2 separate regions of the Pan troglodytes genome follow, and region 1 is linked to region 2. The links are chromatin contacts, called in public capture Hi-C maps. All regions are on one chromosome and are shown on one strand. Each heading gives the region's core, a stretch centred on a gene start, on an enhancer-like site or on the middle of the called end of the contact. The rest is flanking DNA. Distances are from core to core; before and after follow the strand shown. Region 1 overlaps DENND5A (DENN domain containing 5A). Region 2 has its middle 14 kb from the start of NRIP3.

Evidence for each region. Capture Hi-C pulls out chosen DNA fragments and counts their contacts.
Region 1: a capture Hi-C map of stem cell-derived neural stem cells shows a contact between it and region 2, with 5 times the contacts expected there. The contact joins two enhancer-like sites. A contact is called at or near these places in 1 of 7 Hi-C or Micro-C datasets (stem cell-derived neural progenitor cells) and 1 of 1 other capture datasets (stem cell-derived neural stem cells).

What each region holds. Positions count from the first base shown.
Region 1 is chr9:13,279,313-13,284,195 of NHGRI_mPanTro3-v2.0_pri, forward strand. DENND5A (DENN domain containing 5A) reads right to left here. Exons shown (of 21, transcript XM_063782769.1): 21 at 4,179-4,883. Among named protein-coding and RNA genes, the nearest start is that of SCUBE2, 25 kb to the left of the region's middle. Within about 2 kb of position 3,314, at least 7 of the 24 cell types and tissues checked have an H3K27ac peak or open chromatin away from gene starts, as enhancers often do. A contact at or near this core is called in stem cell-derived neural stem cells, where this site is marked.
Region 2 is chr9:13,158,707-13,163,681 of NHGRI_mPanTro3-v2.0_pri, forward strand. No RefSeq gene overlaps it. Among named protein-coding and RNA genes, the nearest start is that of NRIP3, 14 kb to the left of the region's middle. Within about 2 kb of position 1,630, at least 4 of the 24 cell types and tissues checked have an H3K27ac peak or open chromatin away from gene starts, as enhancers often do. A contact at or near this core is called in stem cell-derived neural stem cells, where this site is marked.

The DNA.
Region 1 (4,883 bases), core at 2,064-4,563, 120 kb after region 2:
TGCTTGAGCCTGGGAAGTTGAGGCTGCAGTGAGCCAAGATTGTGCCACTGCACTACAGCCTGGGTGACAGAGTGAGACCCTGTCTCAAAGAAAAGGGTGGGGCAGGGGGTGGGCCAGGCTTGAGGGGGAAGGATGGGAATAACATACCAAAAAAAGTTTAACTGTTTTCCATGATCATAATTGGTAGTAGAAGCATTAGTATTGTTATTCTGAGATGGCTGTGTTTATAATGTGGGATAAAGCAAATGGTTAATTAGGGGATCTTCTTATTCTACCAATTTCTCTGCCCTTCAAACCTAGGGTTCTCATTATGGAAAAAAGAGATACAGATGTAATATATAAGAAGTTAAGCCAGGCATGGTGGCTCATGCCTGTAATCCCAACACTTTGGGAAGCCAGGCAGGAGGACTGCTTGAGCCCAGGAGTTCAAGACCAGCCTGGGCAATGTAGTGAGACCCAGTCTCTACAAAAAATTTAAAAATTAGTTGGTTGTGGTGGTGCACACCTGTAGTCCCAGCTACTCAGGAGGCTGAGGCAGGATCACTTGAGCCTGGGAGGTCAAGGCTGTGTGAGCCATGATCGTGCCACTGTGCTTCAGCCTGGCCAACAGAGTGAGACCCTGTCTCCAAAAAAAAAAAAAAAAAAAAAAGTAAAAGTATGTTATAGTTTGGTTTGATCCCTCCAAATCTCATAGTGAAATGTTGTTGGAAGTGGGGCCTAATAGGAGGTGTTTGGGTCATGGGCGGACACGCGGGGACACCCCTCAAGAGTGTCCTGGTGTCATACTCATGGTAATGAATGAATTCTTGCTCTATGAGTTACTGTGAGAGCTGGAAGGAGCCTAGCATCTCCTTCCACTCTTTTTTTTTTTTTTTTTTTTTGAGACAGAGTTTTGCCCTTTTCGCCCAGACTGGAGTACAATGGCACAATCTCGGCTCACTGAAGCCTCCGCCTCCTGGGTTCAAGTGATTCTCCTGCCTCAGCCTCCCGAGTAGCTGGAATTACAGGCGCCCACCACCACACCCAGCTAATTTTTGTATTTTTAGTAGAGACGGGGTTTCGCCACGCTGGCCAGGCTGGTCTTGAAGTCCTGACCTCAAGTGATCCATCCACCTCGTCCTCCCAAAGTGCTGAGAATACAGGTGTGAGCCACTGAGCCCAGCCTCCTTCGTCTCTCTCACCCCTCTCTTGCTATGTGATTCTGCACACCCTTCCTCTTCCACCATGTGTGGAAACAGCTTGAGGCCCTCACTAGATGCAGGTACCGGCATCATGCTTCCTGTAAAGCCTGCAGAACGATGAGCCAACTAAGCCTCTTTTATGAATTACCCAGCCTCAGGTATTCCTTTGTAGCCGCATTAAATGGACAAAGGCACCCTATAATCCTGAATTGGAATCAGAAAGAACACTGTAAAATCATGGGGCACCATAGATGCATGTGTGTATACACACTCATGTATACATACATATTTATATATGCATTTAACATATATAATTCCAAGACCTTCACTATCTTTAAAAATACATATTTACTATATATGTTTCTAGATGTCTATATTAAATGTATAAAAATGTTATATTTAAATATAATCAAAGCTCTGTCTACTGAATAGGCCTAGAACCAATGATCTACCAGTAACAATGAGAATTTCCAGTGTCCAATTATGGTCTTGCAATACCATTTCCCACTTAAGGAAACCAGTGCTTTTTGGAGAAATGACTGATTCCAAGTCTAGGACAGAAAATGATTAAAGTGAGCCTAGAACATCTTGCAATACCAGAAAACAAAGCAGATATCAAAGACAACTAGAGTTGTGTCAAAACAACTCAGGAACCAACTTAAAGAGGCTCCCAAAGGCCAAAAGCAGGACAATAAAGATAATAATTGCAATGAGATGAAGCCTATCAAATACATTTAAACTCATGAGTTCATAATATTGTTTAAAAAATAGTCACCTTCTGAGGATAACAAAGAACCAGTTCATATCTTAAAAGCTGGGTAAATAAAAGGAAAGAATTAAGCACTTATCTGCCTTTCCCACACAAACCCTACTGGGAAATCAAACAGTAGATGAGAGACAATGTCTCCTTATAAAATTATTCCATCTAATAAATGAAGAGAAAATGATAGATTAGAATATCCCCATGCTGCAATCCCCAGTGAATTACTTGCTGGATGTAGGCATTGAGCATCAGTGGCTGCTAACATAACAAAAGTGAAAAACAGATGTTACGTGCTTCTTGCTAAATGAGCACACCACTACCTAGAGTCTTATCAAAGGGATCAACCTGAGGCAAATTGTCTAGATCTAGCTGCTGATCTGCAGGAAATGCTGAGGATAAAGGAGTATATTGAACTGCACCACGGGCATGAAATTAGCAAAAACCCAGGCTATGAAAATCTACAGATCAAATGGCTTAAAATCTTCAACAATTTGTAAGAAAAGGAAAGGGATGGAGGGGACCCTTTAGATTAAAAGAGACTTAAAAGATATATCAAGTTTTTTTTAAAAGGACAGTAAGACTATAGCATGTAGGGATGCACATTTGGGTGACAAAACAATAAAGAAACTCAACGAAATTATTACTTATAAAAGTTAAGATGGAAGAAGGGAGGTGCTGGGACTGTGATGGGGAAGGGGGAACATGGAGGACCCTGGGGGGCTGGCAAAGTTCTATTCTTGACCTGAGTGGTGATTATAAGGGTGCTTGCTTTATAGTAATTCACTGAGTTCCTTTGCTTGCTTGTTTATTTACCAGTCCCTGAAATCACAGCCTGGGAAGCCCTGAAGTAGAGCAGGTGCAGAAGCTGAGGCAGGCAGGGCTGCTTGCTGAGTGAACCAAACACACCTGATTTACCCAGGGCCACTGGAGAGGCCTGGCTGGGCCCTAAACAGAAGAATGCAGTTGACTCAAGTGTCCTTGAAATCTTGAGCTACTAAACAGGTCTGTTCTCTTATATCACACATCATTCCAAAACAGATTTGCAGAAGATTACAAAACAAAACACAGTAGAAAGTGAGTAGGATCAGCTGTTAGAAAGAGCAAGGAAATAGTTGGTCCCAGCACCTGCCTTAAGGTAAGCTCAGGTCTAGGCCCACAATATAAACACATACAGCTGAGTTCCATGCTGCCCTTCTTGCCCAGCCAAGAATCCCACTTCCTGCTCCAGAGGTACTGCCTACCTTCCTTCCCCTTTCCTCGGCCATCTCGAAAGAACTAAAGCTCTGTCCGTGGGCTCCAGGCAGACGGCTGCAGTGTGGCCTCTCACCCCCTCTGCAGGCAGGAAGCTGCGCTGCAGCTCTCTGGGCCCTTTCCTCATCTCTTCAGAAGCATTTACCACCTGCCAGGCCCAGGGGATGGAGACAGGCAAGAGATCCCCCTCTTCCCTCTGGGAGCTCACGGTGCAAGGGCTGAGCCTGACACGAAAGCAGGCAATGACAATCCAGAGAGGAGATGCCAGCATCTAAGAAAATGAAGGAGCACAAGGATGGAATGATTAACTGCCTAGGGAGATTGGGGACACTTCACAGCAGGTGACTGCTAAAGTAAACCCTGTACAACAAACACAAAGTGGGTGAAGGGGAGGCATTCCAGGCAAAGGGAAAATGCATGCAAACCAGGGAAGCATAAAAGAGGGCACTGATTGGTCTGAGGTGCCTGACTTGATCACATTACACTTCTTCTGGAGCTTCCTGCCAAAGCAGCCTGAAGAATAAAAATGAAGGAAGCTGGACCTCTCATAAAGGTCTCCCACCTGCCATCCCCAGGAAAGCAAACCTTTCTTTCAAGAGCTTCCCCCGACCCCCAGCTTCCCACACCTGGTCTCTCTTACCCTCTCAAGAAAGGGCCCATCCTGTCTCAGTCAAGTGACAACCTCTGCACCCCTGGCCGGGTCTTTTCCCTCCTGTGTCTCAGTCTCCTCCTCTGTGGAGTGGGGAAAGAACCCTGTCTGCATCCATGTGAATCAGCCACATAACAGCTAGGAAGGCTCCTAGCACTGCGGGCAGAAGGACCCAGGAGACCCCAGGCCCTCAGGGGCATCCTGGGCAGGCCACAACCCCGAGCCTGCTGGTAAAGAGAGGTGATGCCACAAGACCATCCTCACAGATGGACCCAACTGCACCCGCAGCCACTCACTGCTCACAAACCTCCATAAAAATCAGTGATCCATGCAGTTTTTGTTTCAGGTGTTTTATTAAGTGGGCCATACTGTATGTAGCTGGTTTCTAAGTTGCAAAACATAAATTTAATAATAATAACATAGCCAGTTAGATTGTGACAAGCTTTTCCTTTCCTTAAAAAAAGAAAATACTTAAAAACACACAATGGCGGGTTAAATAAATAAAACATTTTAAAAAAGAAAAAAGAAAAGAAAAACCTGTTAAAACATGCTTATGTTTACTTCTGTGAAACTGTGCCAACAGGAAATGTGGTATTTGGCACGATGACACATCCCGGCATGTCTCCTTCCCAAATAATACTGACAAAAAAGAAAATACGTGGGACTGACTCATCAGTGCTTGCTTAGAGGCACTACTAAAAATCCCTTTGATTGGAGCATGGGGCTTCCCGCGCAGCACACCTGTGTGTGGCCTATGAAAGCCAAATATCCATAATAATGTTAATATAGAAAAACATTAGTTTAAAAATGATGTGGAAGGGCCTCATTAATGCGACGGGGCAAGGAAACATAACTGTCCCGCACGCAGTGCCACAGGCTCAGTCCAGGGAGGCCTCAGGCTTCCAGCATGTGGCCACGGCGAGGGAGGGCACCAGCTTCAAAATAAGCGGCACCAGCCTCGCTCCCTCTCCCTATCACTCTTTCACATGAAAGTGTGTAAAAAGCAAATCAGCAAATAAACTCTAAAATAGATTATTTA
Region 2 (4,975 bases), core at 380-2,879:
TAGGGAAAAGACAGAAAACTTCAACCTGTGGCCCAAAATTATCCTTCAGTCCTAGGATACTGTGTACGATCAGAGAACAATCCAAGGCAGGGGAGTGTGGTAGGGAGCTCCTGGAACTACAAAGTGGTAAAACAGGCAAGATTATAATTGAGGAGTAGATTTTGTCCTCATCATTCCTTCAACTCCTTTTCCCTTCTGACTCAGGACTATATATCCAGCCTACCTTGGTGCCTAGACCGTAACAGTGAATGCATGAATATGTGGTGTTTGTATGTGAGATTCAGAGTGTTGTTGATAGTTTGAAATGACCTAGATCAGTGAGTTTGGACTTGGTCACTAGTTTTTCTCTGCCAAGCAGAGAAAAAAGGAAAATATCTAAACAAAATAAACTCCGAGGGCTGTGTCAAACAACATGCGACCAATCAGTTGTCAAATCACAGCCCTAGTCCCCAGGGCCCCTTGGGTAAGATCTTGTCTTGAATTATGGGCATGTAAGGTCTGAGGCAGTGGGACGGGAGACAGAAACACAGGTCGACTCCATATTGCAACCACTAGGTGGCACCTGTTCGGGGAACTGCCAAATGGCTCGTTCACAGCTTGAAGCTTTGGTCAGCTTGGCTTGACATGAAATGCCAAGGTCTTGCTGGGCGGATAAAGGAGCTTGCCAGGGCCAGTGCTGCCAGGCTTGGTTTGAGGAGCCAGTGCTCTAGGAGGGGCCTGGATTCATGACTCTAATGATGAGCTCATCCTAAGACAGCAGCTCCCTCCCACCACCTCCTCATTCTCTGTCCTTTAGCCCTTCCTTGTTTATACCACTCATCACTACTTGACTTTACAGTATATGTTCATTTGTTTATTGTCTGTCTTCCCAGACTGGAACCTAAATTCCACAAGAGCAGGGAGCTTCTTTTGCTCCCTGCAGTATCCCTGGCTCCTACAATGTCTAGCACTTAATAGGCTCTCCATAAATATATGTTGCATAAATGAATGAATGACCAAAAACATAATAAGAAATTATTAGTAACTAAGGTCTGTAGTTGCATCCCCTTTATGAGACACTCTGAAAACCAAGCACTACTGAGTTACTGTCATTGTTTGCAGTAGGTAGGTTTAATTTGTATCGCTTTTATTCAACTAAGGCAAACTGCCTATATTAGAGTGGTTTCATTTTCTAAATCTATTTTGATGCCACTGTGTTCTCTGGAAAGTGCTCCCTGCTGAGTAGTGATATCTTCATGGCTATATCACTGACATGGATCACAGGAGCAGCCCTGCTGTGTTAACAGGCCCCTAAGGATGGTCTCCTGCAGGCTGATCAAGACTGCCTGAAGGGAGAAGGAGGCAGGGCACTACAAATATTAGGACACCTCTGAGCTGGGCTCACAAGCCCCTGGAATGGAAGATGGTCACAGAAATGAAGCCTCACCAAGGCCTCTAAGTTTCTGTGGATGGGCCCCTACTGGCCACTCCCAGGACCTTAAATCGTAGGCAGCTGATGGCTTGCCTAGCTAGAGGGCCGTATGTAACAAGATTCCCTCAACGTGGTGAGGAACTGCTTTATTCCAGCCTCAGCTAGTCCATTTGCCTCCCAAATGCTGGCTAGAAGTAGTGCAGACTTGGGTAAGGCTCCAAGACGTATCCTGCTGTGTGAAAAGAAGCAGAGATGCTGACAGTAAGAGGCATCTCTTCAGGGCTAAGAAGATTACAGCTGGGCCTGGAATGACCCCTGGGTTTTCCAGCACATAGGCCCACCAGCTGTGGTGGTCAGCTGCAGGCAACAGCTCTGGTGCATCTTCCTGCAAAGATCTGCCGGAGGGTAAGCAAGTCCTTGCACTGTGCTGTGCAGCCACTGCCTTTTCCAGGTTGCCACATGACATTTTAATATCACCTGCAAACCTAAATCCAGTGAGTGCCTACAGACGACACACTTAACAGCTCAGGGCATGATTCAGAGGAAGCAATTTTCCAAAGTGAAGATAATTGTCTGTTAGTGTGAAAAGGCAAACACTTTTTTATTAGCATTGGAAATTCAAGGGAGATGTTGTTAAATCCATAGATGCAGCACTTCAGTAAATGGCTAAAGAACAATATCTACAGCTAGAAGGAAGGACTGTACAGATCCATGCCGATTCAGGGTTCACCCATAGAACTAGCTCTCTTGGAGGGAAGATGGAAGCTCAGCTCTGACCTCTTCCTGTTTACTTAATACGCAGCTCCTCAAAGTCCTTGTTCCTGTGCCCACACAGGAAATCCCAGAATTAAGAGTTCCCTGGTCTTCTTTTATTTACATGTTTCCCAGGTGACCTTAACCGGGGTAAAGTCTCATGCCTTTACTCTGTGACATTAAAACTTATATTCCAGCCCTGACCTCTCCTGGGGCTTTGTATAACCATTTGCCTATTTGAACCCTCCAGTTGGACATATGATAGGCACCTAGAACCTAGAATGGCCAAAATGGAACTCTTAACCATCTCCCCTTTTCACTGTTATATTACTGCATAAGAAGTCACCTCAAAACCTATCAATCATTTAAGATAATAATCATTAATTTTGCACACAAATCTCTAATTTTTCTGTGGTTCAATGAGGACTGCTCCATGAAGTGTCAGCTGGAGCAGCTGGAGAATCCCTTTCCAAGATGGCTTACTCACGCAGCTGGCAAGTTTTGCTGGCTGTCGCCTGGAAGCTCAGCCTGGCCGGTGGGTGGAGGGACTGTGGTTCCTCTCCACATGGCCTCTCCACAGGCTGTTATGGCTTGCTTCCTCATGACGTGGTGACTGAGTTTCAAGTGTGAGTGTCCTAAGGAGAGGAAGTGGAAGCTGCTAGTGTCTTAAGCCCTGGGCCTCGTAAAGCATTACTTCTGCCATGTTAATATTGGTCAAGCAGTCACAGAGCCCAGAGTCAAGGGGAGGTGACACAGACCCCAACTGTCCATGGAAGGAACCTCAAAGAATTTGCAAACATGTTTTAAAACTGCTGCATACCCCGAACCTGCTCCTCCTAGTCTTCTCCATCTACCAGTTTCTTAGGCAACTAGGAGTCATCTTTGACTTCCTTCTTTCCCTCAGCACTTCCATACAATCCCCATCAGCAAATTCTGTTGACTGTCCCCCAAAACACGTCCAGAATCCTTCTACTTCTCTCATCTCCACTACAACACCCTAATCCAGACAATACCTTCATCTGCCAACTGGATGGCTGCTTGTTCTGTTGCAGTAGTCTGTGAATAACTCTCTCTGCCTCCGTGCTGGCTTCCTATTCACACAGTAGCCACAGCTACCCTTTTAAAACATAAATCAGATTATCTCACTCCTCTGCTTAAATCCATTCAAAAGTTCGCAACATATTTAGAAATAACTCAAACCCCTCATTATAGATTCCAAAGCCCGATGTGATCTGGCCGTGTCTGGTTCTCTAGCCTCATCTTGTACGACCTGCCTTCTCACTAGACTACAATATACACAAATGGTTGCTCCTGCCTGACAGCCTTTGCACTTGGTTTTCCTCTCTCGGAAAGCTCTTCCCCCTAATTTTCCCAAGACTGGTTTCTTCTTGCCATTTAGTTTTCAATTGAAATGTAATTTCCGCATAGAGGCCATCTATAATCCCCAATCCTAAAGTAGCCACACAATCATCTGTTACAGTAACCTATTTTAATTTTCAACATAGCTCTTACCACTAGCTGCTACTTTTCATGTTGATTTATCTGTTCTTTGTCTGTCTCTTCCCTCTAAAATGTAAGCTTCATGAGGGCAGGGACCTTGTCTGTCTTATCGCTGCATCCCCAGGGCCTAGAGTACCAGGCAGAAGTTTGATAAATATTGATGTAGCAGGTAGAAATAGTATCTCCAGATAGCCAGCCCCCAACAGGATCACAGCATCTCTTAAGGTAGTTGAGGGAATAGAGAGGAAGCTCCTCTTTATACCTCCTGTGCGTCAGTGGTTTGTGCGTGTACCAGCAACACAGCTCTGGTGCATGGGGCTGCCCCGTGGAGGATGCTCCATAGTGACCGGGTTTATGCAGCCTCCTTCCAACCCCCAGAGTATTCCCATCCCTAGCCTTCTTGTGAAATCAGCAAGACAGGATCACACAGTCATGAGCACAAAGTTGCTAACATGCCTGGACAGAATGGTGCAGCTCAGCTCATCTCACCTTCACATCAGTGCGGTCACTAACTCGGGTTTATGTGACATTAGAATTTTCATCTTATGGTTAGACTCAGAAATATAGGCCAAGCTCCAGTATAACAAAGTCCAAGTGCTTGTTTTAATGCTATTTTTTTTTTAATGATGATGTTCAAACTTTTGAAGAGAAATCTGAAAATGAATATTTAGGGCCCATCCAAATAAAGAAGTTTGATTAGGACTTTTTAAGAATCAATGTTATTAACAGGTTAAAAAAAGCAACACTGAGATGAAAAGCAAGTTTAACCATAATGAAGTTCTCTTTGTTTTCTTCAAAAATGCTTGTTAAACATTTTTTTAGTACTTTGGTATGGAGAATTGGCTGTGCATAGAATTGTTATTGAAATAACAAAACACTATAGTTGTAGGTAGTCCATCCATTAGGGAAGTGGTGGCTTGTTTGATTGGATTCCTTTTTATTCACTGTAATGAGATTTTTGCTTGGGGATTTAAATGTTTAAAGATTCAATAACATTGAAAATTCAAGTTCAAGAAATGATCGTGAGGCCCTGCTGGCCTGACCCAAAGTGAGATGATCGTGTGGCATTCAGGGGGTGTTTCTGGCAGTGCTGTTACTGTTAAAGAATGAGACCACCCTTCAAGGGGCTGCTCATGTCCACGGAGCAGAGTCCGTCTCTTACATTTGAGACTGGGGAAGGAAGGCATACATGACAGGCTGGGCCTCACCACACCCACCTGGACCTCAGATCCCTTGTGATGGGAAGCCCACTTGGGGAGTAGAACCCTTGGCAATACTGACTCAGGGTTGGTGAAATCTCCTTTTCATGAC